Linked DNA regions of Mus musculus: region 2 is linked to region 1. Evidence: chromatin contacts called from public HiChIP or PLAC-seq data. All regions are on one chromosome and are shown on one strand. The core of a region is the stretch at or near the end of the contact, and the rest is flanking DNA. Distances in the headings are between cores, read along the strand shown.

What was found. HiChIP or PLAC-seq counts read pairs in DNA pulled down with a chosen protein or histone mark.
Region 2: a contact with region 1 is called in an H3K27ac HiChIP or PLAC-seq map of double positive thymocytes, with 4 times the contacts expected there. The contact joins two enhancer-like sites. A contact is called at or near these places in 8 of 39 promoter capture datasets (the 3T3-L1 cell line, the HPC-7 cell line, HPC-7-derived erythroid cells and 6 more), 2 of 484 Hi-C or Micro-C datasets (bone marrow-derived macrophages and nephron progenitors), 4 of 115 datasets of contacts at active chromatin or transcription factors (CD8 T cells, double positive thymocytes, embryonic stem cells and 1 more) and 4 of 9 other capture datasets (adipose tissue, liver, macrophages and 1 more).

Annotation. Positions count from the first base shown.
Region 1 is chr6:71,165,599-71,168,578 of GRCm38.p6, reverse strand. No RefSeq gene overlaps it. Among named protein-coding and RNA genes, the nearest start is that of Gm38827, 13 kb to the right of the region's middle. Within about 2 kb of position 1,723, at least 22 of the 459 cell types and tissues checked have an H3K27ac peak or open chromatin away from gene starts, as enhancers often do. A contact at or near this core is called in double positive thymocytes, where this site is marked.
Region 2 is chr6:71,330,767-71,334,074 of GRCm38.p6, reverse strand. It overlaps Cd8b1 (CD8 antigen, beta chain 1), which reads right to left. Exons shown (of 6, transcript NM_009858.3): 4 at 1,550-1,639. Among named protein-coding and RNA genes, the nearest start is that of Cd8b1, 9.6 kb to the right of the region's middle. RefSeq lists an enhancer at 1-3,308. Within about 2 kb of position 1,309, at least 11 of the 459 cell types and tissues checked have an H3K27ac peak or open chromatin away from gene starts, as enhancers often do. A contact at or near this core is called in double positive thymocytes, where this site is marked.

The DNA of each region.
Region 1 (2,980 bases), core at 474-2,973:
GTCAGTCAGAAGTGGATAGTCAGCAGTGGTGCTTTCCTCCTTGCCCCACCCTGCAGGGATAATCAGCGCCAGGGCAAGGGAAAGAGACAGGAAGAATGAGAGCAAGTCAATCATACTGATCAAGCTCTGAAAACTTTATTCAGGAGTGGCAATATAAGCATAAGCAAGAGGAAGCTCCAAGGGAGGGGGGAAGACCCCGGGGGCTCTCTGAAGGTCAAGTGGCAATCTGCAGCTCCTGGAACCAACGGTCACAGTGTCCTCTTTACCCACAAACATTCTTACTGTTATGACCATAAATGTTCTCTCAGGATTGTTTATGTAAGCTAGAAAATATTCACAAGGGCCATGACTGAGGTCATGGCTCCTGTCACCTCTTCCTGGGAATTAATTATGCAGCTTCCTAATTTCCCTATTGCTTCCTATTCCACTGAAATATATTTGCAATTCAACATTAGTTATTACGTTTGTGTTTACACAGATGTGTGCATGCCTACATCTGCAGTGTGTGTGTGTGTGTGTGTGTGTGCGCGTGCGTAAGTGTGCACATATGGAGACCAGAGCTGGTGACAAGTGTGCTTCTCACCACTCTCCATTTACTTCTTTTGAGACAGGATCTCTCAGTAAATCTGGAGCTCCCACTTTTGGCCAGACTGGCTGGCTGTGCACTCCTGGACTTTCCTTGTCTGCCTGTCCAGCACTAAGGTTACAGAAATAAGCCACTACACTCAGCTTTTATGCTGTGCTGGGGATCTGAACTCAGGGCTTTCCTGCTGGCAGAGCAAGCACTTTTCCCACTGAGCCATTGTCTCTCTCCAGCCCCAGGAACAATCGAATGCTTTTAAACAGCATCTTTGTAATTTTTTTGTACTTCATTTTTGGGGGGCAACAATGGATCACTCTTTAGTAGCAAATCTTCACTCATTGAACTACAAAGCAAAGAAAGTCCCCAAGAAAGACTGGAATTCAGTGGCTTTCAGGATTGGCGAGGTGGTTCACTGGGTACAGGCATTTGCTGCCCAGCTTGACAACCTGAGTGGGATCCCAGGATCCACTGGTGGAGAAAATACCTGATTTCCATGAGTCCTCCTTTGGCTCCCACACACATTTTATGACACACACACAGACACACACACACACGCACACTACACACACACACACATACCACACACATGTGTACACACACACACACACACACACACACACACACACACAGGGTTCGTGCTGGCATTTAACTGTAAGTTCAGCACTATAGAGTCTAAGGTCAGACCAGGTTGGGTTGGACTCCAGAGTGATACTGTCTCAGTCTCTGTGTGCAGACAGACGGCTGTCTGGTCACTTTGCAGAGACAGAGATGGTATTCTGGTGACAAGAAACTTAATCTTTATCTACTACAATGTTGTGTTCAGTTTTAAATAATTCAAGCGTTTTGGGATGTCATAGCCAATAAAATTTCTAGTACACTTTGAAGTTTTTTTCTGTTTCTTCTCTGCTGGGTTTATCTCAGGCACTATTTTGAGAACGACTACACAGTTCTACACGAATTTCATCATCTCCAATTGACTCACCAAAACCAGTTCCCAGGCTGGCCATGAAACACCTGTTGCCAGCATAATTGGCTATGTGATGCCATCTAGTGTCAGTAAATGTAACCACTTCCATTTATTTCAGAACACAAAACAAGAAGGTACATTCCAGATGTCAGTATCAAGCTACAGAAAAGAGCACACTACACGTGACACTACGTTTGGTAGGATGTGCTTGTGCTAAGAGCTAAGGCAGTCAGTCAGGGTCCCATGTGCCCCAACCTTCTTCAAACTCTTCTGCATAGCCAAGAATGATCTTGAGCTTCTAGTTCTCCACCTCCAGAGTGTGCATTACAGGTGTGCCCCAGCACACCCAGTCTATGATATGCCGGGTTCCATGTACACTAGACAAGAACTCTACCCACTGAACTACACCTCCAAGTCTCTTCTGCTATTTTAATCTCCCATTCATTACCTGTAAGTCCAGCAACCTTACTGATTTCTAAAGCAAGAGGAACACTAATACGTCTGGTCAGTGACTCCACTTTGTCTTTTTCGTCTTGACATAACCAGAACAAGATCAAAACTAACACTGAAAGACTCCGAGAGGAGCCCCTCGCTCAGGCCTCAGGACAATAGCGGACACCCAAGAACTCACGACAGACCGAGCTTGTTGCAAACCACATGAGGCTTTATTCGGGGAAAGCCAGAGCTCTGGGGACGACTCATATCCCACGCAGGGGCAGAGGAGTCGACCTCGAGAGAAAAGAGTTCCCAGTTTTTATAGGCCCTCAGGGGGGAAAGGAGAAGGGGGAGATTAGGGGATTTCCAGATCTAAACAATGTCTATTCTCAAGAAATGGGTATGGGAGGGGTACAAGGAAAGAGTCTAATGAAGGTGCAGCAATGGGCACACACCTGGTCAGAACATTGGCAGACACACAGGTTCAAGGAGTGGCCAGAGCATTGTGCACCTCTATTTTTCTAAATCAGTGAAGCTAGTTCTGCTAACACTGACGTCTATCTTGCCAATTTCAGGGCTTCTGTGTCCTTTTACATTCTGCGAGGATCTTTCAACACCTTGCATTGAATTAGCCACATTCAGAATCAAGATTTCTTAAGCAGGAGGCTTCCTTTCCTCACAGGCCTGCCTTGGCTGTAACTGGTTAAAAAGACATCAGCTTTGGGCAGGCCTTCCATACTTGGGCCCCTCTTGTTTTCACCTGAAGTCTTTCCTTTGTCAGCCTCTTTTGCTTTCTTTGCTGACTTCTGCCAAAACATCTCACAGCCATGGTCACACTGGCCATTCCAGACCATCATACTGGTGTCCTCGCCGTCAGCTTTCCCTGTAAAAGGAATGGGGGAGATGGCCTGATAATAAGAAATAAGAGCCGGGCGGTGGTGGCGCACGCCTTTAATCCCAGCACTTGGGAGGCAGAGGCAGGAAGATTTCTGAGT
Region 2 (3,308 bases), core at 60-2,559, 170 kb before region 1:
AGAGACAAACAAGTCAGCGCTGGTTGGTGGATCACTGGCATCAAAACCTCAGAGCCCGAGAGGAAGGCAGCATGGTTAGCCAACGCCCAAGGCTTCTTCTGGGGTGCTAGGGTGGTCCCCAGATTCCTCACACTTCTCACTTTTGTTGCTTGCTTATATAGGTTTGAAGTGTTTAAAAATTACTCAGTCATCCATTCCATGATTCTAATAGCCTTCATGAATGCTACCCTACTCTACCCATCTCACGTGGGTGGAAACTGAGACACGCAGCATGTGAGTTGTCAAATAACTTGCCTGAAAGCCATGTAGCTGGTGCCAGAGTTTTAGTGCATTTCCTCTAATCCAGTTTGTACCTTAAATAAGCTTTCCTGGAGACTGGGTGCCTAGGACAGTGGTGGGACACCAGGCCTGGTTCAAATTTCAATAGCACAAAACAAAGGCCATTGCTTTTTTTGCATCTGGCAGCAGCAGAACTTAAAAGGCATCCAAAGCAGTGCGGCACACTCCTTCCAGAATGCAGGGAGGAGAGAGAAGCGTGCTGTGTTTGCTTCCTCAGAACATTTTTATATGTTTTGGAAACAGAGTCTTAGGTGGCCCAGGCTGGCCTCAAACCTCAAATTCACTATGTAGCCAAGGCTGACCTTGAACTCCTGATCTTTCAACCTTTGCCTCCCAAGTACTGGGATTACAGGCATGTGCACCAGGTTCAGCTAGACCACTGGGGTTCTTATAACAGGGTTTGCAGAGGATAACAGTGTACCAAAGCACTTATGCTCTCAGCTCTGTTCTCCGGGGTGGGGGCCACAGCTGTTAAATCAAAGGAACCTGTGACCTGGAAAATGTAAGAGACACTGATCTGCTTGGTGGCCCTGATGTTTCCTGCTTCCCTTTATAGATGCCCAGGGAGAGACGGTGATGTGCTCGAGGTGTCAGAGGTGACCAGGACCAGGGGTAGTCTGGCCTCTCCTCTAGGTCAGTGACTGCAGAGCCTGGGTGACAGAGGAGCTAAGAGCACCAGCCATGAGAATCTCCCTGCAGTGTCACTGGGGAAGGGTGAGCTCTTTGGGGTACCCAGCTTTCATGGCTACTGGCCATGAGCCCCCATGTACCTAGCACATGAGTCCCAAGGACATTATAGATAGCAGCTTTTAATGCATCTCTTGTATGTAGGCAATATTTTACTCCTGGGTGAGGCAGCTGAGATCCACTGAGACCAAGATCAAAGTCATTCAAAGGTAGAACAGTGAGCTACAGTGGACTCAAACCTAGCGTTCATCTGACTGCTGACACAGGTGGAATCTCTCTTTGGCTTCCTGGGTCGGTGGTGGGCCTGTGTGTCTCAGTGGTAGAGAGCACCCAACATGCCCTGAGTTCAAGTTCCTGAACTCCCCAAGTCTCTCAAAAACAGAAAGCTGCTGTTAAGCCATAAGGTTTGCTGGCGGTAGGTTTACTATTTATTCTGCTATTTTAGTGAACAAAGAACTCCTAGTATACACACACTTCAGGTAGAAAGTGGGGGCCCTTCAATGTCCCGCAGGCACTGACTCACAGTAAAAGTAGACGGCCACTCCGAGGAATGCCAGCAGAAGCAGGATGCAGACTACCAGCAGGCTGAGGGTGGTAAGGCTGCATGTCAGGCCTGAAAAAGACACACATGACACACACATGCAACACCGACTCGGACACAGCAAGGAGCAGCCCCTCCTCCCGGAGAGTATCACTGGCCGGCTTGTGTGTTTCCTGACACCCAGTTTCACTATGCAGTCTTCATTTTGTAGCCCTGGCTGGCCTGAAACTCACAGAGAACTGTGTGACTCCCGTCCCAGGAGGCAGCCCTTCCTGGTTGCATTTTAAGCAGACTGGCTTCTGGCTCACTTTAAAATTCACTTTAAATATCACGGAGATAATTTTATGTAGAAAATGCCATGTTACATCTGTATTTTTAAAAAACACTAATAAGACTTGGGAGCTGTTTCAAAGGGAGTAGACACACACCATGCCTAGTAATATGATTTTACTATCCATTAAAAAAATCCTTTTATTTGAATTTCACAAAAAACCAGACAGCTATATTTTCATTGTATTTTTCACGGAGCTAGAATGCTCACAGACCAACATTGATAATTTGGCGTCCTTCCCCTTTGCATCTAAACCCCCCAGTGTTCAGTGTTTACATACGTGTATGGGTGTGCACATGGTGTGTGCACACACGTGTGTGGGTATGGTGACCAGAGGAGTATGACAGGTGTCCTGCTCGGTCACTTTCTACCTTATCCTCTTAAGACGGTGTCTCTCACTAAACCCAGCACTAGGTTGGTGGCCAACAAACCCCAGAGGTTCTCCTGTCTCTGCCCCACCCCACCCCCCAAAGTCAGGGTTACAGGTGTGTGTTGCTGTGCTCTGCTTTTTATGTGGGCACCTTGAATTTGAACTCAGGGCCACGTGCTTTCATAGCAAGCACCTTAATCTGAAAAGTCATCTCTCTAATTTCTGTCTCTGCTTTTTGATTTTTAAAGATAAAGTTTCCTGCCTCCCAGGCTGGTCTCTAATTCTCTGTGGCCAAAAATGACCTTGAACTTCTGATTTTCCTGCCTCCACCTCTCAAGTGCTGGGCTTACACTTGTGGGCCACGGTGGCTGTTTATGCAGGGTTAGGGGTTGAACCCAGGGCTTTGTACATGCTAGGCAAGCACTCCACCAACCGAGCGACATACTTGGCCGCTTGGTTTCCTCCTTTCAGTACAGCGGACTGTACTGTATCCATTTCTGCAAATGCACCCCCCCCCCCTTTAGTCAGGCCAGCACATCTTTCCCCAGCAGAAGCGCAGGAAGTCCTATGGAAACCCTGAAGTTTAGGTATCAGTGGAAATCTTAGCTGTTTCCTGGGTGTTACTTTTATAAACAGCCCCTCAGAGAACATTCTGGCATGCTTCTATATGTAGGTGCCTTCCCAAGGTAGAAACTGAAAATGGGGACTACTAAACCACAGACGTCCATTTGGGTTGTAGTCAACTGCTGGATACCTTCCTTTACATTCCCACCCCACAGTGCACCGTACTGGCCCAGTTTCTGTCAGTCCTGTGTGCCTTCGTGGGAGAGAGAGGGAGACGACTGATTTTACTTCAATCCCAACCCTGGGTGGGCTTCAGCCTATCTGCTCACATAAGCCACTTACATGATCGTTCTGAGTCAGATATCTGTTCACTTATCTGATTTTCGCAAGCTATTTAAGCTGTAGGGCTTGTGTTCCTAATGTCCTAGATCCTTCTCCAATACTCTCTGGCCTTAGACCAGCCCGGGAGTTGGTCT